4 separate regions of the Mus musculus genome follow, and all the other regions are linked to region 1. Evidence: chromatin contacts called from public Hi-C, Micro-C and promoter capture Hi-C data. All regions are on one chromosome and are shown on one strand. Each heading gives the region's core, a stretch centred on a gene start, on an enhancer-like site or on the middle of the called end of the contact. The rest is flanking DNA. Distances are from core to core; before and after follow the strand shown. Region 1 holds the start of Kctd6 (potassium channel tetramerisation domain containing 6). Region 2 overlaps Gm10044 (ankyrin repeat domain-containing protein 30B). Region 3 overlaps Flnb (filamin, beta). Region 4 overlaps Flnb (filamin, beta).

What was found. Promoter capture Hi-C pulls out the DNA fragments that hold promoters and counts their contacts. A called contact is a pair of places that touch in the nucleus more often than the background predicts.
Region 2: a contact with region 1 is called in a Hi-C map of uterus. The contact joins the enhancer-like site here to the promoter of Kctd6 in region 1. A contact is called at or near these places in 3 of 39 promoter capture datasets (cranial neural crest, hematopoietic stem and progenitor cells and pre-B cells) and 2 of 484 Hi-C or Micro-C datasets (CD4 T cells and uterus).
Region 3: a contact with region 1 is called in a Micro-C map of embryonic stem cells, with 2.5 times the contacts expected there. The contact joins the enhancer-like site here to the promoter of Kctd6 in region 1. A contact is called at or near these places in 6 of 39 promoter capture datasets (the C10 cell line, the HPC-7 cell line, cranial neural crest and 3 more), 1 of 484 Hi-C or Micro-C datasets (embryonic stem cells) and 1 of 115 datasets of contacts at active chromatin or transcription factors (epiblast stem cells).
Region 4: a contact with region 1 is called in a promoter capture Hi-C map of pre-B cells. The contact joins the enhancer-like site here to the promoter of Kctd6 in region 1. A contact is called at or near these places in 4 of 39 promoter capture datasets (the C10 cell line, cranial neural crest, liver and 1 more).

The regions. Positions count from the first base shown.
Region 1 is chr14:8,211,763-8,216,914 of GRCm38.p6, forward strand. It overlaps Kctd6 (potassium channel tetramerisation domain containing 6), which reads left to right and starts at 2,319. Exons shown (of 3, transcript NM_027782.3): 1 at 2,319-2,580.
Region 2 is chr14:7,771,390-7,776,541 of GRCm38.p6, forward strand. The region is part of intron 3 of Gm10044 (ankyrin repeat domain-containing protein 30B); the gene reads right to left. Among named protein-coding and RNA genes, the nearest start is that of Gm10044, 18 kb to the right of the region's middle. Within about 2 kb of position 2,677, at least 196 of the 459 cell types and tissues checked have an H3K27ac peak or open chromatin away from gene starts, as enhancers often do. A contact at or near this core is called in hematopoietic stem and progenitor cells, pre-B cells and uterus, where this site is marked.
Region 3 is chr14:7,845,128-7,850,279 of GRCm38.p6, forward strand. All of the region lies in intron 1 of Flnb (filamin, beta), which reads left to right. Among named protein-coding and RNA genes, the nearest start is that of Flnb, 30 kb to the left of the region's middle. Within about 2 kb of position 2,779, at least 148 of the 459 cell types and tissues checked have an H3K27ac peak or open chromatin away from gene starts, as enhancers often do. A contact at or near this core is called in embryonic stem cells and epiblast stem cells, where this site is marked.
Region 4 is chr14:7,886,556-7,891,707 of GRCm38.p6, forward strand. Flnb (filamin, beta) reads left to right here. Exons shown (of 46, transcript NM_134080.1): 9 at 982-1,119; 10 at 2,580-2,706; 11 at 4,175-4,311. Among named protein-coding and RNA genes, the nearest start is that of Gm45521, 68 kb to the right of the region's middle. Within about 2 kb of position 2,931, at least 193 of the 459 cell types and tissues checked have an H3K27ac peak or open chromatin away from gene starts, as enhancers often do. A contact at or near this core is called in pre-B cells, where this site is marked.

The DNA.
Region 1 (5,152 bases), core at 1,069-3,568:
AATATCCACATATTGTAGAAAATAAATAAAATTCAGAAGAACATTAAGAAGCAATAAGTGGAGGCTGGAGAGATGGCTGTTCTTCCAGAGGACCAGGGTTCTATTCCCAGCTCCACATGGTAGCTAAGAATGCCGTCTATAAGGTCAATTCCAAGGGATGCACCACCATCTTCTGGCCTGCACAGGCATTGAAAGTAGCACAGGCAGCATCTTACATACATTGCAAGCAAAATATATAAATTTTTAAATACACATAATTTTTGAGAAAATCTTTTGCAAAAGTTACTAACATTTGTATCCTGTTGCCTTGGAATACCATGTTCAATGGTTTAGTCATCAAAGTTTTTGTCTATGTGTACTCCTTTAAAAAAAAAATCAATGTTAGTAGGGGCTGCCGGGGGGTGGGGGGGGAATGGGAGGGTGGGTGAGGAAGTGGTGGCGCACGCCTTTAATTCCAGCACTTGGGAGGCAGAGGCAGTCGGATCTCTGAGTTTGAGGCCAGCCTGGTCTACAGAGTGAGTTCCAGCACAGCGAGGCTACACAGAGAAGACTTGTCTCAAAACAAACAAAAAAATAGGGAAAAAAAAATCAACATTGGGGTACTGTATGTATTAAAATCAACATTGGGGTGCTGTATGTATTAAAATCAACATTAGGGTACTGTATGTATTAAAATCAACATTGGGGTACTGTATGTATTAAAATCAACATTGGGGTCCTGTATGTATGATTTTGTGTCCTGATTTGCAGGAGCATATTCCCATATTCTTTTTAAAAAGATTTATTTATTATTATACATAAGTACACTTTAGCTGACTTCAGACATACCGGAAGAGGGCATCAGATCCCATTACAGATGGTTGTGAGCCACCATGTGGTTTCTGGGATTTGAACTCAGGACCTTCGGAAGAGCAGTCAGTGCTCTTACCCGCTGAGCCATTTCTCCAGCCCTATTCCCATATTCTTAATTAGTTTGTATCCTTGCTTAGATGTCAATGTAGCCGTCCATTGTGTTGAAGTCCACATTGCTTATTTAACCTATCAATTTGATTTTTGGAGAAAAAATAGAATATTAGATGATGATCATACATATAAAAACTAGATTTCAGAACCACCTCACAAACATGCAGATGTGTAAACCAGGTAAGTTTCTGTTTTGTTCTTTTGAGAAAGGGTCTCGTTATGTAGCCTCATCTGTCCTAGAGACTAGCTATGTGGGCCAGGCTAACCTAGAGCTCACAAGAGACCCACATGCCACTGCCTCTAAGTGCTGGCATTAAGGATGTGCACTACTTTTACTATGCCTGGCCCAGGTGAGTTTCTAAGGCCAGTGGCTTTTCACCCATGTAGAAGTGGATTGAGATCTGGCTAGCTAGAAGTGGTGGCTTTTGCATCTTGTCTATGCATGGAATCCAATTAGCCCTGCAGCCTTGATGTCCTTCCTGAAGGGACATTACCCTTGCCAGTCCCATCCAGACTAAGATCCTCAGAGGTATTACACAGGATGACGTTAGTTAGCTCTGCCCTTCTAACTGGCTGCTCTTCTCTGCCTAAAAGGCTGGATCGGTGGTCCCTCTAAGCCATTACTTTACAGAATGGCCTGCCTTAATATATAAGGCCAGGAGTCTTATATATTAATACATTAATAATATTAACTACATTATTATGTATATATTAATATAATATAATTACATCAATATTAATAACATTAAATGTATACTAATATTTTATATATATCAGATCGTCACATCTTCCCTTATTCTCCAAGGCAGCCTTCTTTTTTTTGTTGTTGTTTTTTCAAGACAGGGTTTCTCTGTGTAGCCTTGGCTGTCCTGGAACTCACTTTGTAGACCAGGCTGGCCTCGAACTCAGAAATCCACCTGCCTCTGCCTCCGGAGTTCTGGCGTATGCCACCAAGCCCGGCCAAGGCAGCCTTCTTATTGGACCGCTCTCACCAGGATTCGAACTTGTCTTGTGTGTGTCTACTGGCTGCTTTTTTGAGTCTTGAGACGCGCCTCGGTCTGGGTGGCTGCTCTTCTCTCTAAGCCCTGCATGCGATGAGGTCTATCGACTTAGTGAAAACAGCTGAGGAGAAACAGTTGCGGAGAAGGAGTCCTGGGCAAGCAGGGAAGAGACTGCTGGCGGCCAGGAGGAGAGGCTGAAAGCGGAGGGGGAGTTAGGGGCGTGGCCTGGGCGGAGCTCCGCGCGGGAGTCCTGGGCGGGGCGGGGATAGGAACGGGACGGAGGCGGGGCTTCGGGACTGCTGCAGAGCCCGCCTGACCACGCCGCCCCGGCAGCGCCCAGAGTGCCCGCGGCGATCCGGCTTCCCGGCCTTCGCCCCGCGCCGCCGATAGGGGGCGTCCGCGTTCTCGGCGCCGCGACTCTGCTGAGAAGGCGCCGCCCGCGCCGGGCAGCTGGAGCCGCAACTCCGGGCTCCGGCTCACTCGTCCCCTCTGCCGCCGCCGCCGCCGCCGCCGCCACCGCCGCCGCTGCCGCCGCGGGGCGCGGGCTCGCTCGTCCCCGCGCTCGCGCTCTCGGGCCGCCGGCGTCTCCCGGCCGGGTCGCCTCCGCGCTCGTGCAGTGAGTGGGGCGCGAGCGGGGCCTGCGGGCCGGGGCTGCGGGAAGTCGGGCTGAGGAGAACGGCGGGTGGCGGCCGCGCGTCCCCGGGCTGGCACGAGCCCGCGGCGGGGCCTGGGCGGGGAAATCGGGGACGCGCGGCCGCCTCGGGCTTTGGGCTCCGGCTCGGGTTCGGGGCTCGGTGCGCGTGGCCGGCCGGGCTTGGCTTGCGGGAGACCGCGGAGTAGGGACCAGCGGGCTCTGCGGGGCAAAGGGTTGGTGTTTTGGGGAGTGGTGTTTATTAGCCGCCACTGCCCTAGTTTAAAGCTCTGCTTTTTGGGTTTTGTGCACAAATTGCAGCTTTTTACCGGAATTTTGGGATGTCACGGCGATTTAGTGCTGGGTGTTAAGAGGTGATCCTTGGCGAGGTCGTGGGGAGCCCCTGCAGCACCTGCTGGGCGATGGCAGCGGAGGCTGTGTCTGGGGGTGGGACGGGGAAACGAAACGTGACTGAGATCCTGTTTGGATATTCTGCTGAAGTTGTCATGTTTCTGTTCTGTACACCAGTACATACAGCAAGTTGATAAACCTGGTTTCAGGATTTCGTGATGCAGACAAATAGACCGATGTGACCTGGTTTAGCTAAGAATGTCTGGGATAGCCCAAACAACCTGCTCCAATGTACCCCCCTTGGCAGGCTCATCTTTTTCGCTGTTGCAGATATTCTAGTATGGGAATAATGGTGGGGTATTACAGGCCCAAAGCCAGAAGTGTTTCAAAAGAGTAAAGATCTAAGTAGGTAGGGTGGGAGAATCACCCTTTGGATGAAAACCAGGAGCCCACACGGATTCTTAGTTTTTTGTAATACCGTAGGTAGAAAGATGGCCATAGAATTTGAAAATTTTTAAAGTGTATTTTAGCTGAAGCAATAGCGTGGAAAGCAGTCTTATGGTCACTCCTATGATCCATCGTCGCATCCTGGATTTTAATAGTTGGGGTCTATTTTAAACGGAACACGTATGTGTGTCTTCTGCTTTATCTTGAGACAACCCTGAGTCATGCTTTCTAGAAGTCCCGAGAGCTCACGTGTCTGTTTGTCTCTGCGAACGCTGGACATCATTTTACCTTTAGTTTTTCTCACGGCAACTGCGGTGGGATCTCCGGGAAAGGAGGGCCAGGGACGGGACAGAGTGGGAACACAGATTGGTCCTAACCTGCATGTTCGCCCACCGTGTCTGACTTACCTATTTAAATTTTGGTGATGCTGCGAGTAGTAAAGGGCGGTCTACTCAGGTTCTCACAGCCCTCTGCTGGCATGCTGCACGTGAATCCAGAGCGCCACTCCTCACTGCCCTGTCGGCCAGTTTTACCTCCATTGTGTTTAAACGGTGTGGTTACTTTTGGGAAGGTCATAATACCCATTTTGGTGGAAACTGAGGGAAAGTAGAATTTTATGATTTGTGACTCTGACAGCACTTAAGCTGGAGAGTATATATTCTTCTGGTTTGATACTGTCAGAAGATTCATAATTTCTTGTAGGACTTTCTCCCTTTTTGCCTACATTTCCTTTCTTCTAGCCCACGAGGTTGAGAGAGGGGTTTAGTTAGTGGTAATTTAGCTTTATAATCCCATTATCCTTGTGCGCTCGCTACTTGTGCTGGCCTGTATGTGGATGTTAACTCCGAAGACGCCAGGAGATGCCACTGAACCAATTACTATAAAAAGTATTTCACTTTCAAACTCCCACGTTCCCAAGAACAGAGAAACTCAGTACAAAGGCAGCTTGGAAGGTAAGTATAGGTGGAGAGAGAAAATTTACCGGTCTTCATTTTGGGATGGCAGACACAAAGGTTTCAGTAGAAAAGCACTTGGAAGGGCTACCCAGAAAGCGTGGGAAGGCAGTGACTACAGTTGTATCATTACATTTTCTAATCCGAGGTTAGCATTACGGCATATAGACTGTTACAGGGGAGGAGGACTTTTGCTCTGGAGCGTCTTACTCAATAGCAGAAGTAAGTCTAGAATGTTTGTGCTGTCTTATCATAACCCCCACTGTAGCTTTGCTGTGGTAAGGAGGGTTCTCACAGGTTAAGTTGTTAACTTCCTGGAGTGTGCATTCTTCAGATTTGCTAGGGTCAGTAAATTAGTAACTTCTTTTCAGGCTTCTAGAAATTCTTCAGAATATGTTTTTCTTAACTACCTGCTAACATACTATCAGATTTTACACATTAGTTACAATGACCTTTGAAGTTCAAGCAAGCATGATAGTCTTTAGGACCATAATTTTTTTTTTTTTTTGAATCAAAGGTCAGGTATTTTCAGGTAAACCGATTTTACAAGTCAGAAAGCCTTTCTTTGAACTTTATAGTCGTTGGTTGTAGCCATGACTCTAAGAAAGATCTTTCGTAAGGGAAAGTCACTTAAAGGAATCTTATGAGGAAACATTTCACCTTGGCCTGCTTGATGCCCCCTTGGAGGCCTTCTGTCGCCTGGCTTGTTCTCATTAAGCCCTCCACTGGAGGAGGTTGTGCCGGATGGGAGAGAAGATGAAAGGGAAATGAATTGTTAGCGTCCCTGGAGAACGATGAGGTGGAAG
Region 2 (5,152 bases), core at 1,427-3,926, 440 kb before region 1:
ACAATTGGATGAAGTCCTATTTTCCACATTTTAATTCATTTATTCACTTAAAAAAAGATTAAAATGTCCCAGCTAAAGGCAATCAAAGATGTGTTTTTTAACTATAAGAACAGGTAGCATAGAGAGGAGTTGATGGGCGAACGTGCAGCTAGGCATGAGGAAGGCTTTACAGAAGAGTAAAGTATTTAAAAAGGAGCTCAGCGGGACAAGCAGGACAGCAAACTCTTCTACTTAGACAACAGAATGTAGGCACAAAGCCTACGAGCATAGCATCCTAACATCTTAAGAGGAAAAACGGAAAACCCACAAGTACTCCGAGATGGATGTCATGCTGCCTGTAAACACGATGCAGATGGTTAGAAGTCACGGTCTGCAAGCTGTGAAAGGGTGGAGAGCAGAGGCCAACACTGAGTGTCTTCCTCCATCTTATCTGTTAAGACAACAATGCTCACTGAGCACAAAGCTCTCTGATTGGCAGCACCACTGGCCAGTATTCCCCCTAGACGTGTGGAAGCATCCTACCGCGCCTGGCTTTTCTTGGGTGCTGGGGATCTGAGCTCAGGTCCTCTTGCTTGCACAGCAAGCATTTTACTGCCTTTTACATTTAAAAGAGCACAGGCTATATAATATGACAGCCAATGAAAATGTCTTCAGAGCAAAGCCTTCCTTTTAAAACATGACAGTGTAGTACAGAGCAGCATAGAAAATGTTGATGAGTATAACTCTGAACATGAGCTGCAGGGATCGCTCTGCTCACTTTTAAACTCTATGCCTCCCAAAAATCAACCTGCTTAACTGGTTGGAACTGGTTGGCACGTCTATTAGTATCACTATTCCCAGAACACTTAACAAATTAAGCAGGATTCAATGTTAGACCTGTGGCTTGACCAATACAGCTCCCCCTTATCACAGACACCCATAACTTCAAGTATGTCTTGTGGGAGAAACTGAAGTCTCTTTGATGATGTATCTTGAATTGTTGCCACAGCGTTGCTTAACATAACAACAGGGACCTCCTGGACAGTTTTCCCACTCCCACAATGGCTGTTACTACATTTACTCTTTATAGTTTACATTGTTAATACATAAAGTGACTTTTGTTATCCCTTTGATTATTTGCCACAGATAAAACTATCATAAATACAGGCAGAAAAGTAAGTGAGAATAAGTAACCACAGGGCTGGAACTTTCTGTCTATATGGGAAATTATTACTGTGGTGACTATAAAAGGTCACCAGAAATTTTTTTTTTGTTTTTTTGGGGGGGGGGGTTTTCGAGACAGGGTTTCTCTGTGTAGCCCTGGCTGTCCTGGAACTCACTCTGTAGACCAGGCTGGCCTCGAACTCAGAAATCCGCCTGCCTCTACCTCGAGTGCTGGGATTAAAGGCATGCGCCACCATGCCCAGCTTCAGAAATTTTTTAACAATGATAATAAATGAAAGTCCTGAGAACTGATGCACATCAAACTTTTTAAAAGTGAAATTTACTTTAATGTTTAAAACAACACTCAGGGTAAACTTCATTTGCTCATACAACAAATATACATTGAGTAGCTTCTTACTGTATGCTAGCCCACTATCTAACCAATGAGGTTACAGTGGTAAGCAGAGAAAAGACTACTCTGATACTGAAGTACACATGGAATAACAATAAATGAGACAGAAAGACAGACATATAGTATGTTGGAGGAGGAAAACAAACTTTTATGTACTGTTAAGGATGCCGTGGAAGGAGCACGGTCCCGCAGGACCAAGTGGCTATGTGGAGAGTATGGCTTGTAAGCAAGAACTAAGAAGACAATAGAACATGGCAGGCAACTGTGACATAGAAACCTTGCAAGTTCAGAGAGATGCCTGAGTGTTCAGTGTGGCCGGGATAGAGTGACAAGGACAGAAAAATCCTAGTTCAAGTCAGAGATAAAGCAGGAGGCTAATCTGTGTGTCTCATGAGGTACTGTGGCCGATACTCTGAGTAGAAATGGAGTGAGGCCGGGCGGTGGTGGCACATGCCTTTAATCCCAGCAACTGGGGAGGCAGAGGCAGGCAAATTTCTGAGCTCGAGGCCAGCCTGGTCTACAAAGTGAGTTCCAGGACAAAGCCTGTCTGGAAAAATAAAAAAAAAAAAATAACAAAAAAAAAAAAAAAAAAAGGAAGAAAGAAAGAAATGGAGTGAGTGGGTTTGGGTTCTAGATCAGGAATAACTGTCTGACTTTTGTGTCATTGAATTCATTAACCACAAACAAGGCTTCCCTAGTGTTTGCCAGCTACAATGGTTATGTTTATATAACATTGTTTTCAATATAACTAGAAAATAGGATCAAACTATTAAACGTTTCTGAGAGTGGGTAATGTCTGTCTATTGCTATACAAAGGACAGAGCAATGTGATCATCATGAATGTTAGCCAAAATGAGAGTCTGTTTTGTCAGTCAAAATTGATTATCTATTTATACTAATGTCATGGTCTTACTTATCATGTTCTTCTTTTGCCTTAAGTGCGAAATCCTTGTCATTAGTAGCCCCACTGTGCCTTTGAGGAGTTGGTTCACTGCCTTTGATGTCAGCAGTAGCAGTAACCGCTGCGAAAGCAGCAGTGACAGCAGCAGCCACCACAGCATTAACAGTAGCGTTGGAGGAGGCCACAGCAGAAGCAGCTGCCGCAGCAGCAGCAGCAGCGGAGGCGTCAGAGGCGGAAGCGGAAGCAGCTGCCGCAGCCGCCGAAGCATCAGAAGCAGAAGCAGAAGCAGAGGCGGAAGCAGCGGAAGTGGAAGCTGCAGACGCAGAAGCAAACGCAACAGATGCGGAAGTGGAAGCTGCCGAAGCAGAAGCAAAAGCAGCAGAAGCAATATTGGAAGCAGCAGAAGCAGAAGTGGAAGCAGATTCCGCATAAGTAGAAGCTGAAACCGCAGCAGCAGCAGCAGCAGAGGCAACAGCACAAGCTGTTCTGTCGTCAGAGTTCTCCACTGCTACATTCGGCTCCTGGAGTCCGTACTTCCTCTCTTCTTCAACCTTTAAGAAATTCAGGCTGTGTTATTGTTCATTAAAAGGGAGTTTTATAGATTCGTTTGTTTTATTACTAGTCAGTGCCATGGTCCACAAATATTTGTGTTTTATCAGTACAGACCACTGACATTTTGTAAGCTCTGCTTCACTTCTGTTTGAGTAAGAGACCCAGAATTTTCAGAAATCTTAAGGGGACATGCTCTGTCTGGCTTTTAAAATTTTGCCCTTTGCTGCTAAGCAGTGGTGGACACACCTTTAATTCAAGCACTCGGAAAGCAGAGGTAGACTGATCTGTGTGAGTCCCATAACAGCCAGGGCTACACAGAGAAACCTTGTCTCAAAACTAAACTAAACTAAACTAAACTAAACTAAACTAAACTAAACTAAACTAAACTGCCCTGGTTTTTTTTATTGTTTGTCTGTTTGTTTTGCTACCTAACACATTCACTTCCTTAGTGATGTGAAGAAATAATAAGGACAGAGTATATCCTCTCCAGTCTAGATTTTACATTAATAGTCAGATTTAGAGACTGCGACATTAAAGAGATTGTGGAATAAAAGGAACCTCACCCTTCTGCTCTACATCAGTCTTTCCTCGTGGTCTTTCACAATTGCTCACTGGGATCCTGGGATAGTAAATCAGTGAAGGTGGCCTTTGAAATGCATGAACAACGCGTGCCACTACCCATAGTGGAGGGGAGCGGATGAGCTGCAAGTATGGACTCTGGAGATCCCTTCCAACCTCTCACTCCTTAACCACGACTGTTACACCTGAGGGACAGCAGGTAATGGCTTGCTTCAGCACCATCACCTACATACAGCAGGAGTTATGTGAACAAAGCCTGGAGGAGCATTCTAAGTGATGGGTTGGTGTTATCCACTCAGACAGGTTGCCCAGAAAACCCACTGAACCAGCTAAACTTAAGAACTGTGAGTTTGAGGCTTGGAGAGATGGCTCAGCAGCTAAGAGTACTTGGATTTGGTTCCAAGCACCCACGCAGGGGCTCACATCTGTCTGAAACTCCACTTCCAGGGGATCCAATCCCTTCTGACCTCAGTGGGAGCACCAGGCATACATATGGTGCACAGGCATACATTCATACCCAAGCATACAGAAAAGTAAAAAAAAAAAAAAAAAGTGTGAGTGGCACAGCTAACTTCATGCTGCTTGGCTGATGAGAAGCACTCCCCCACCCCACCACCCTGTCATGAAGACATACAACACTCAGTGCTCTGTTGGAGAGTAGAGAAAGAGAACTGACTGTGTCCGTTAGGACCCTGCTTTCACAAGAGCACTGCCTTTACCATGTAACAGCCTCTACTCCCAGGTTTGTACTAGTTTGGTTTAGATTAGCTGAATTCAAAAATATGCCATCTTTTATTTCAGGCTCATGATACATTATGAAGTGTAACCAGTCTTTTTGGCTTTCTAGGCTTATACTTATATCTAATATCTAATTTTCAGTTAGTGATATTTTGGTTTGTAGATTTATCATTTATATATCAAACATGTCGGTTCCTTTCATTTCAACTAAAAGTACCCTAGAAATCATCATCGTCGCCGTCATCATCATCGTCATCATCATCGTCGTCGTCATCGTCATCACTTTCTGCATTGTTATAGCATTGCCTTCATTTGTGACTGGAGACGTGGCTCAGCAGTTAAGAGCACTGGCTGCTCTTCCAGAGGACCCCTGTTTGAGTCGCAGCACCCACATAGCAGCTCAAAACCACCTGCAACTTTAGTTGCAGGGAATCCAGTGCCCTCATCTGACCTTTGTGGGCACTGCATACACATGGTGCACAGACATATAAGTAGGCAAAACACTCATACACATAAAATAATACCGTTTTTAAATGTTTAAAGTGTGTTCTCATTCTAGGTTGTTGTTCTCATAGTCTAATCTGTTGTTCCTTAAGCCTTAGAAGGCTAAGTGACAAGTGACCTGGGACTGGGGACAAGAAGGAGATGCCAGGGTATTTTCAAGACTGAGGGTTGTTGGTTTTTTTATAATATCTGCAATACAATGGGGACAATCTCTCCAGATGCATCTTTTCCCTGACAGACAGACAGACAGACAGACAGACAGACACATTATTTTTAGATTAGGGGGAACTACCTTCAAGTGGGCATTTGCTTTAGAGATGCTA
Region 3 (5,152 bases), core at 1,529-4,028, 370 kb before region 1:
GAGACGGCTAAGTGGATAAAGGTGCTTGCTTCTTGCTGCGGAAGACTTGAGTTTGATCCCTGGATCAGAGTTGTCCTCTACAGAGGACATGCACATACACCTACACGATGCTAATAGATAAAAAAATGTAAATGTCTATGTATGTAAAGGAGATTTTTAAGTGTCTACAGGCTTTAGAGAAAAGCTCTTCCAAAGGGTACAGCTTATTCTCCTTAGCAGCTCTTTCTGATTGAAATAGAGTTGCATGACCAACAGCAGAATATTTAAGTATTAACTTCAAAAGAAAGATGTCTTAGGAAGTGCTCCTGGGAGCCAGCTGCCATGCCGGATGCTGTGAGGCCTTTCCTCGTGCTGGCCCTTTACCTGTAAGGCCAGGGAGCTTGGCAGAATTAATTACAAATGAGTTCAGAATGTGAAATAGCTTTTGGGCCTCACAGATTTAATCCCAACCTGACCTCCACCCTGCAGTGTGGATTTAGGCAAGGTTTTGAGTTTCCTCAGTGAAGAAGGGTCATAGTGGATTTTGGACTGGGCTTAATATAAGGCCTGGTTCATCGTGAATGCACAAGATTTGTTGATTGAATTAATTTCTAAATCTTTGTCCTCCTCCCACCCCGATGCTGGGGCTTTAAGCTCAGGCTTTCAGGCAGGCTGAGTATACACATTGTATATACTTACTCCAAGAACCACACCCCAAGCTCCCATTTCTAAGCTTGTTTATGTTTAACTTTAAATTTTTTTGTTTAAATCCATTGACTGTTTTATAATGATGGATGGATGGATGAATGGATGGATGGATGGATGGATGGATGGGTGGGTGGGTGGATGGATGGATGGATGGATGGATAGATGGATGGGTGAATGGGTGAATGGGTGGTTGATGGTGTGGGGAGCCCCAGGAGGTGAAAAGACACCTTTTCTCCTTCTACTAAGTGGGTGCCAGGGATCCAACTAAGGTTGTTGGGTTTGGTGGCAAGAGCCTTTACCCACCAAGTTGTCCCGACAACCTAGTTCTTGTATCTTTTCTTGAGACCAGATCTCCTGTAACCCAGACTGGCTTGGAACTCCTGTGTATAGTCCCATGGAGCCTTGAAACCCTATCCTCCAGTTTAACTAAAGGGTTGGGTTACAGATGTACCCACTATACTCAACTCCAGTTTGAGTGTTTCAGATGGATCTTAATCCTTTCTTATGTGAAACCTATAATTTTAATTATATAGTACATATCATTTGCCAGTTTCCTCAGCCACCCATACTACTGATTTATCACAGTTTACTCACCAAGTAAGTTCTTGCCCATATCATTATAGATTTTGTGTATTAGGCTTTCGTTTATTGAGCTAAATTAAGAATTCCTTTTTTTAAAAAAAGAAGTAAATTTCAAATCCATTGCATGCAAATGATTGTATCCTTTATATCCTTCAGCCAGGGGGTAGTAAATATAAAACATTCACAATAAAGCCCTTTGGCAACAGGGTTTGTTATTCTGCAAATAATCTTAATTGTCAACATTCATTCCCAGAATGTCACCTCAGCTTCTGCTCTGTGTCCTGACATTCCAGACCAGGGTGAGCTTCCTTGCCGACAGGATTGTTCCTTCTGGGTTTCCATGGAGGGCCAAGATGTTACTCTGACCATCAGTGCAGTGCCTGGTGGTTGTGGATCTTCTTTGCAAAATCATACTGATTTCTTGGCAACATCATAGCTTTGTTTTATGAGTCAGGATGGAGTAAGGATACTTGGAGGAGTGAGGAGAGTACAGAATCCTGGATTTTTGTGTCATCCTCGCTTCTCCCTCAGTGCCTCTAAATAAGGTCTCTATGAGGCTCTGGCTGATCCACAACTGTGTGGGCGCCACAGTCATGCCTTTGCCTCCCAAGTAATGACATTACACGTATAAGCTACCATGCTTGTCCCCTAATTTTCTTTCTAAAGGCAAGTGTGTGTGTGTGTGTGTGTGTGTGTGTGTGTGTGTGTGTGTTCCAACGTGTGTAAATGTGTGGTATACGTTTACTTCTTTTTGATCTACTGGAAGTCAGACTCAGGACCTCAAGCACACTAGACAGATACTCTACTTTCTCAGCTTTGGCCATCTGTCCCTCAGCCCCTCTCCCCTTCCTCCTTGCTCTTCCCCATCCCTCCTTCTTTTCCTATCATGGTTCCTGCCTCCACATTCCAAATGCACGGGTTACATAGTGCTGGGGAGTCCATCTCAAGGCTGCCCCCACACTAGACAAGCATATTACCAACAGAGTTTTGGCCCCAACCCTCTTGTGCCTCCCCTTTGTCCCTTCTTCCCCATCCCTGTCCCCCACACCCTGGCAGTTTTGGCAATCGAGTAAACCAAACAAAGGGATAAAAACTCACATGTGTTACCAGAGAAAAGTTACATTTGAATTTCAGATAAGCAATGTTGATCCTTCTAATGTAAGAGTGCCCCACATGTCGCAGCTCTTGCATGTTAGAAACTCTTGCACAGGGCATACTTATTAAATTCATATTTAACTTTACCGGACCTGTCTGTGTGTGTTTTGTTGTATTTTCAAACTCTGGCAACCCTGGGTCCTGTTGCAAGCTGCCTCTGTTTTGTCTGTTTAGAGGCTGGTATTTGCAGCTTCAGTAGGTCCTGGGGCAGGGGCTCACTGTTTAGGCATCACTTAGTGGCTTTGGGCTCTGGGGTAGGGGCCAGATTAGCAATTAGCTAAACATGACCTCATTCTGGAGGAATGTGCTCTTGCTAGGTATTAGCAAAGGTTTAAGCTCTAGGGAGCCATTGTCAGGCGCTCGCTCATCAATGATGTCATCAGCAGGAGCAGCCAGCTTCAGGCCTCAGGAGAAGCCCTGAAGCTAGGACTCCAGTTTTGGTAATAAATGGGAATGGAGTTTCACAGGTGGGGTGTGGAGGAATTTATTGGGCTATGAAGGCTGACAGAGCCTTCTGCTTTGGTGCAGCCCCAATCAGGCTTCTAGATTCTGATGAGCAACCAGAAGCTTCTAATGGGGTGATTACACGGTTGGCCAGAGGCCCTGGAAACATCGGCTCATTCTATGAACACTGCAGGAGCTGTGAAGAGGGTGTCAGGGCTGTTTTTGTAGCTCCGAGTGGGGGCCCTTAATCTGGGGAGTCAGGGAAGGTGCTTTAAGGGAGAGTCTCTGGGGCCACGCTGTTTCATTCAGCTTTGTGTGGGAGGGCTCTTTGTGTGGGAAGGGGTGGGTCCTCTAGATTTAGATGCATATAATGTCTTTTTTTTTAACCTTGGGAGAAAGTTAAACTAGAACAAGCTTAAGTCATTAACCCCACCCCACCTTTTTCCTTCTCACTCACCTGTATTTTCCTTTTAAAGCTGCTATGACTGGACACATCATTTCCATTCACAAGCCTTGCTGACCCAGCCGAAACTTAGAGTTTTGGTCTCAGTCCTTTACTTTGGATAACAAGCCATTTGGAAAACTGTACCCCTTCCCTTCTTTTATTTTTGTTTTGTGATGAGAGTCTTTGTGTAGCAGTGGCTGTCTTGAAACTATGTAGACCAGGCTAGCCTCAAACTCAGAGATGCAACTGCCTCTGCCTTCCAACACCTAGGATCACAGGGACATGCTCTGTAACACTAGCTGGTGAGTAACTCACTATATATACACCAGGTTAATTCACATATATGTTGACATGTGTGTCACAGCCACAGGATGATTTGTGGAGTCAGTTCTTTCCTTCTGTCTTTATGTGGATTCCAGGGATTGAGCTCGTGCCACCAGGCTTGAGCAGCAGGCACCCTCACGTACTGACCCATTCTATTGGCCCCCTTCCCTGGTTTTTAAACGAAAGTTTTGCCATGCCAGACTGAACTGTCGAGAGAGAGAGGATGTAATAGAAATTAAATGCTAAGTGTGATAACCACAGCCAATTAGTTTTATTTGATTGAAATTTCTCATAAAATATTACAAAATGTGATGACTATTCTTGGTTGTCAACTTGGCTACATCTGGAACTAACTAAAATTTAAGACCGGGGGCCATACCAGTAAGGGAATTTATGCTTAACTTAAATTAGGAAGGTCCCCTTCTAATCTGGATTCTGAGGAGGGAAGACACACACTTTTATCAGGCCTTAAGTGAGAAGACACCTATTTAATCTGGGCTACCCCTTCTGCCGGAAGCCTATATAAGGACATGCAAGAAGGCAGCTTTTGCTTTTTGTCTGTTTGCTCTCTCTTGCTAGCAAGTCCATTCCCTTACTGGCATATGAAACTAGTTAGTCCTTCATGATTCCAGTGACTGCTGAAGACCAGCTCAGGCATGCAAGCTTGTGGACAGAGCAAGCCAGTAAGCAGCACTCTTCCATGGCCTCTGCATCAGCTCCTGGCTCCAGCTTTCTGCCCTGCCTGAGTTCTTGTCCTGACTTACTTTGATGATGAACTGTGATGTGGAAGTGTGAGCAGGATAAACCCTTTCCTCTCCAAGCTGCTTTGGTCATGATGTTTCATATCAGTAACTCTAACTAAGACAGCGACGTAAGGAAGGAAGGAAGGAAGGATTTGATTTAGCTTACCGTTCAGGAATACAGTTCATCGTGGCAAGGAAGGTATGATGGCTGGAGCGAGGCCGAGCAGTGAATGTGAATGCTCAGCCCAGACCCTAGTCTGTGAGCTTTTGCTTGACAGTTAAAATTAACCATTACACGTCATGGTCTCTAGTTTCAAGCGTATACGTTTCTCTGGATTTCTTGAAGTGTTCATGTATGGAATTCTAGGCATTTCTATGCAGTTGATATGAGCACACTTTCACAGTGAGCTGTGTGTGCCTGTGCATCTGTGTCCTGGTTCTGAAGTTCTTATGTATGCTAGGCTCTACTGTTAGGCATCTAGGGAGGCATTAGACTGGCTTGGAGACACTGAAGATTGACCCCTCCACTCATGATTATAGTTGGACCTCACATCTTATTTCCTTGTGACTCATTAAGGGAAATTTTCTCTTGGTCAAGAGAATAGGAACTGAGTTCTTCAGACCATGGACAAAGACATGACAATCTAATAATCTACCACAAAGAATAGAGTATTGCATTCTGTTGTCCTCTCTCTTAAAGAGTAAATCCAACTGGGCTTGTCAGTCACCTAGCTAGGTGACATGCTCCTGACCTACCGTAAAGACTTGCTAA
Region 4 (5,152 bases), core at 1,681-4,180, 320 kb before region 1:
TACACCATGTTCTTCCATGAACAATCCAACATGATCTCTAACTGCAAGGATGTCTCTGTTCCCGTCTGGGGAGTAATAGCTTGCCACATAACCAACATAGGGAGGTTGTATCTAATGAGCAAGTACCTTCCATCTGCTTCTGGAGCCCGTGAATAAAGGCTGTTGTATGTGCTGTTTAGAGAGGAAAAGCCAATGCATAGACAACAGGACATTGAACCCATCAACTTCCCATTTCTACTTAAGGAGAAAGCTGTTCATGTTGGGCAAAGGATCTCTAGGAAGAATCTATGTCTTTCTAAGCCTCCTCCTGACCCCACTTGGAAGAGTAGTTTCTAGACTCTGTCAAGTGAAGAATATTAGCCATTACCATAATTTTTGTCCTTGTGGTTTTTAAAGGAGATCAGAAGTCATGTTAGCCATGGCATTTTCTGCTGAGGCTTGCTTTGTAGATGCCAGGAGCTTTGTCACAGCCACCTTTGGCTGAGAGCTTTTTGTTATCTTGTCCAGCTATTCACATGCAAGACAACAGCTATGCCCAGATCTTCAGAAATGTCTGGCCCGTGCTTTGGAGCTCAGACGGATATTTCAAGCACTGCATTTTCCAAGTAGACTTGAAAACGCATAGGATTCCCAGTCACTGGACCCTGGAGTGTGGCCGTGAGGTCAGGCTAGTGTTCAGCAGTCAGTCTTAATCCCCCCCTGCTCACAAAAGGCTAAAAGCCAGTACAGGAGCCCCACAGTGTGGAGTCACGGCTCTCCCATTGATGGTGCCCAGCGCTTGTGTGGTGAGGCTGGACAGTCATGGTGTTCCTTCCTGGCTGCTGTGCTTCCTCAGCAGGGCCCCTGGCATTAGCTGTTGGATGCTCTTTGTGTAAAGCAACCATTTTCTTGGCGGGTATGGGGGAGGCCCAAGATACCCTAATTTTCTTGTCTTTTGCAAAATATTAAAAGGTTGAACTGATGTCAAAACTCTGTTTGTAGCCTGCAACCCAAATGCCTGCAGAGCCAGCGGCCGAGGTCTGCAGCCCAAAGGTGTCCGGATCCGGGAGACTGCAGACTTTAAGGTGGACACCAAGGCTGCTGGAAGCGGAGAGCTTGGTGTAACTGTGAAGGGCCCTAGTAAGTATTTATCTCAAATAAACCTTAGTTAGTTCTTCAGCCATGATATATTTATTGGTCAGTCCTGATTGGTATCTCCTAGAGAGCTGTGACAGAGATTTGAGTCCTATCTATGCTCTTTAGAGATCAAGTTGTAGAGTTGTAACATGTGCCCTGGATATAGATTGGCAAGACCAGTGAGTGGTTTGACAGCCTTATATATTAATATATTCAGACCTCTGGGATAGGAAACAAAGCTGTAAGGAAGTTGGAAAAATACTGCTTTGAGGACAACATATCCCTCCCCCCACCACATCCCCCACCCCATTAATTGAAGAGACCTAGGTATAAAGTGGAAGACTCTTACAGACTCACATGGATTGGGGTTTTCTGACCTGGGATCCAAGCACAGTATTAAAAGCCAATGATTTCTCCAGTACCCTTTACATTTTATAGACTATGAAATTATATCAATTACTGTATTAGTATGATCGCTGCTTATAGGAGAATAAAATGTCCTAGAATGGTTTTCTTTGTAGGTGGTTGGCAGAGTTAAGTCTCTGCAGTACCTTGTTCCTCCTTCCTCCTTTGGGACGGAGACAGCAGGCATGAGGTCAGCATCTCCTGTCTCCCGTCTTCCCAGGAACAGAGAGGCAGCTCTGTAGTCGCACTTGGCGTTAGTTCTAAGTCTGTACAGGCTTGTGTTTCCTACGCCATGTTTCTCTCGTCCTCCGTATTAGTGTTAGTCTGCGTCCAGGAGTTCAAAGCTGTGTGAGCTCAAAGCTCAGAGCCTTGGGGAAGGATTTGCCCCAAGGGCAGCCAAGGTTCTACTGCCCAGACCTAGAGCCAAGTGCAAGTAGCTCTGCAGCTGTCCATCTATCCATTCACCCACCCACAGTCCACTACCCCTGCTCAGTTTGTTGCAACAGGAGCCAAAGAGGTGTTGTTTTCTGACCTCAGAGTCCTTCTTAACTCATAACATAAAACAGGTTTCTGCCTGATGGCTAGATCCAAAATTGTGGATAGAACCTAAAATCTGGCTTCTCCTAAATAGCTTATAAGAAAGAACTTTCTTCTTTCGCTGTCCTGCTTTAGCAGGAAACGATTCATAGGTGCTTAGTCCTTGACAAGTAATCACAAAGATGAGCTTTCTTCCAGTGTCTGTGGGGCAGTGGGGGTGGGGGGCAAAGGCAGCTGGGACTGTCGGAAAACACTGAGACACAGCAAACGACCCATCTGGTCTAAGAGCTCAGCCTCCACCAGCTGAGAGCTTTTGGAAGCCAGTTAGCTGGGAAGTCTTCCATTTCTCTGTCCTGGAGGCTGGGATGGCTCTGGTTTTAGTTTTGGAAACCGCTCCCAGCTTTTGAGGGAGATTTCACATTCAGAGTCTAGTTTTTGTACATTGCCTGTGTCTTGTGGGGAGTCTCCTTGTAAGCCAAGGATTATACTGCAAAAGCTGTGTGCTTGCTTGCTTTCCACAGAGGGCCTGGAGGAGCTGGTCAAACAAAAGGGCTTTCTGGATGGGGTCTACTCATTTGAGTACTACCCCAGCACACCAGGGAAATACAGCGTTGCAGTTACCTGGGGGGGGCACCACATTCCCAAGAGGTGAGTCCGGGTTGGAGATGGGCCTTGTCCAGAGGTGTGTTCAGCCTGTGACAGGCTCGCAGGAGGGAGCGCTCTGCCTCCCAGGCTGCCAGAGGGAAGAGAGATCTGCTTTGTTAGAAGCTTCCCCCCCATCCCCGCCTTTTCAGAACAGCACAGACACTTGGCTTATGCTCAAAAGCAGCAGAAAGTCACTGTGGTTTCAGCTGCCCTGCTTTAAATCAAATGCTGGTGGTTTGTGCCTGGTGGGAGGCAGGGAAACCAGAAAGAGCTGTAATAGAGAGCAAACGGGCTGTGTGTCTATACAGCCTTATATAAGCTAAGGCTCTCCTTTTCAATGAGTGCCTCTGTTCACAGATGCCGTGGGCACAGTCGGCTATGGCTTTTACATAAAAACCCATCTATGTGAATGCCTTCAGGGACAAGGGACCCCCGGCCACACCTGGGGCTATTGCAGTTTCCTTTTTGGACCCCTGTGCTCTGCCACTCTCCTGAGGGCAGTTTAAACTTTGAATACATTCTGTTTGTCTTGAGAAGTAATTGAGCTTTATAGTAGTCCTCCCTTGTCCATAAAGTTACCTTCTAAAACGATAAATATATGCCTGAAACCAACCCCAGGCAACGTCATGTGGCGTTTTCCCCCTCTAGACTTGCATACCCATGAGAAAGTTTAATTTATAAAATAGACACAATAAGAGACTGATAGCAATAGCAGCGAGGCAGCAGAATGGAAGTTACGTGACTGTGGTCTTAACGAACTATACCACATTGTGTGGGACTTCCCCTTCTTGTGGTGTTCGCTGACATAATGCGTATACAGTGAGATAAAGTGAAAAGAATATTGTAGGCATCATGGCCAAGCACTGGGCCACTATTAATCTCAAAATGATACATTGCAGACTGCATTTGAAACGTAAGAAAATAAAACCAAGGGTAAGGGGACCTCTTAAGTAGGGTTTTCAGTGTCTGCAGACTGCATTTGAAATGTAAGAAAATAAAACCAAGGGTAAGGGGACCTCTTAAGTAGGGTTTTCAGTGTCTAAGCACACTTATTAGAAACTTCCCTTGCCAAAGTTAAAGCATGTTTGATCACATATGAATGACATAAAGCCCATTCAAACTACTTCTCTTGTTATAGCATAGGTAGGAGGACGAAAAATGTGGACATTCTTATCTTTAAGGCTTCCACTCTAGAGGGCCCTGCCTACTAAAGGTCACTCACTAATGAGCAAACCAGAGCAAGTGTGTTGCTTGAGGGACAGCCCAGTTACTCCCAGCTCCCAAAGCAACCATATTACATTATATTGTTGACATAACAATGGCTGTGGGGGTGACCAGTGTGGGGGGAAAAAACTTGCCTAGAGCTTCAGCCTCTGTACAAAAGATCAGGCAAGTGGAAAGAGTTATGTTAAGAGTTCATGGTTATAGCAGTCCCTTCTATGATCCTCTTCTTTTCCTTCCTTCCGGCTAGCCCCTTTGAAGTTCAAGTTGGCCCTGAAGCAGGCATGCAGAAAGTCCGTGCATGGGGCCCTGGACTCCACGGCGGCATTGTTGGTCGGTCAGCAGATTTTGTGGTGGAATCCATTGGTTCTGAGGTTGGAACTCTGGGTAAGTAGAGGCAGCTGCCCAGCCACTTCTGCAAGGCTGAGTAACGAGGTGCCTAGTGTTCGAGCCTCACATGGCCTCCTGGCCGCCTGGCTAGCCAAAGCCTCCTCTGGAGGCTGTAGAGTTCTAGTTCTTATTTTCCTTCTTGCTTTCAGTTGTCCAATGCCTGTGACACTTGATTATTTATTCACCATTTCCTGGGAGTGGGGTGGTGGTATGCTAAACAGCACATACAATATCATAGACAAATATTGGTAACTAACCCTTAAATAGATGGCTTGGTACATCTTGCTCAAACTCGAAAAAGTAAATATATTATTTGGCACATAACTGAATATATTTTAAGTGGATATCTGATAAAACATGTGATCATAATGGATTAGAAGTCAGGCTTTTTCTGGACAAGGCCACATACCTGGTATTTTCACCTTGTGTGTGACATGATCTCTGTCACAATTATGTGACTCTACCATTGTGGCTTTGAAACAGTCATTAAATACGTCAGTGAGTGGGTATGCCTACATTCCTGTAAAACACTTTAGAGCCCTGGAGTTGGCCAATGAGCTATATTTTACTGACACCTATTTAGGTATAGCAACAAGTAAAAGAGGGAAAAATTAGAAATTATATATAATTTCCACCAGTAGAAAGATGAATCACTTTGGAATATACTTGTAGTTTAAGGAAGTAATTAACCTTTTAATCTTCTCTTAGGCCTTTTTCCTGTACACACTCATATCTTTATATCTTTATGCCCCAGATGAGTGGAGGTAACACCTTTATTTCCCATGGCTTCTGTGGGATTTTGTTATGTTTTAATCTATTCTTAGGCTTTCCAGTTATA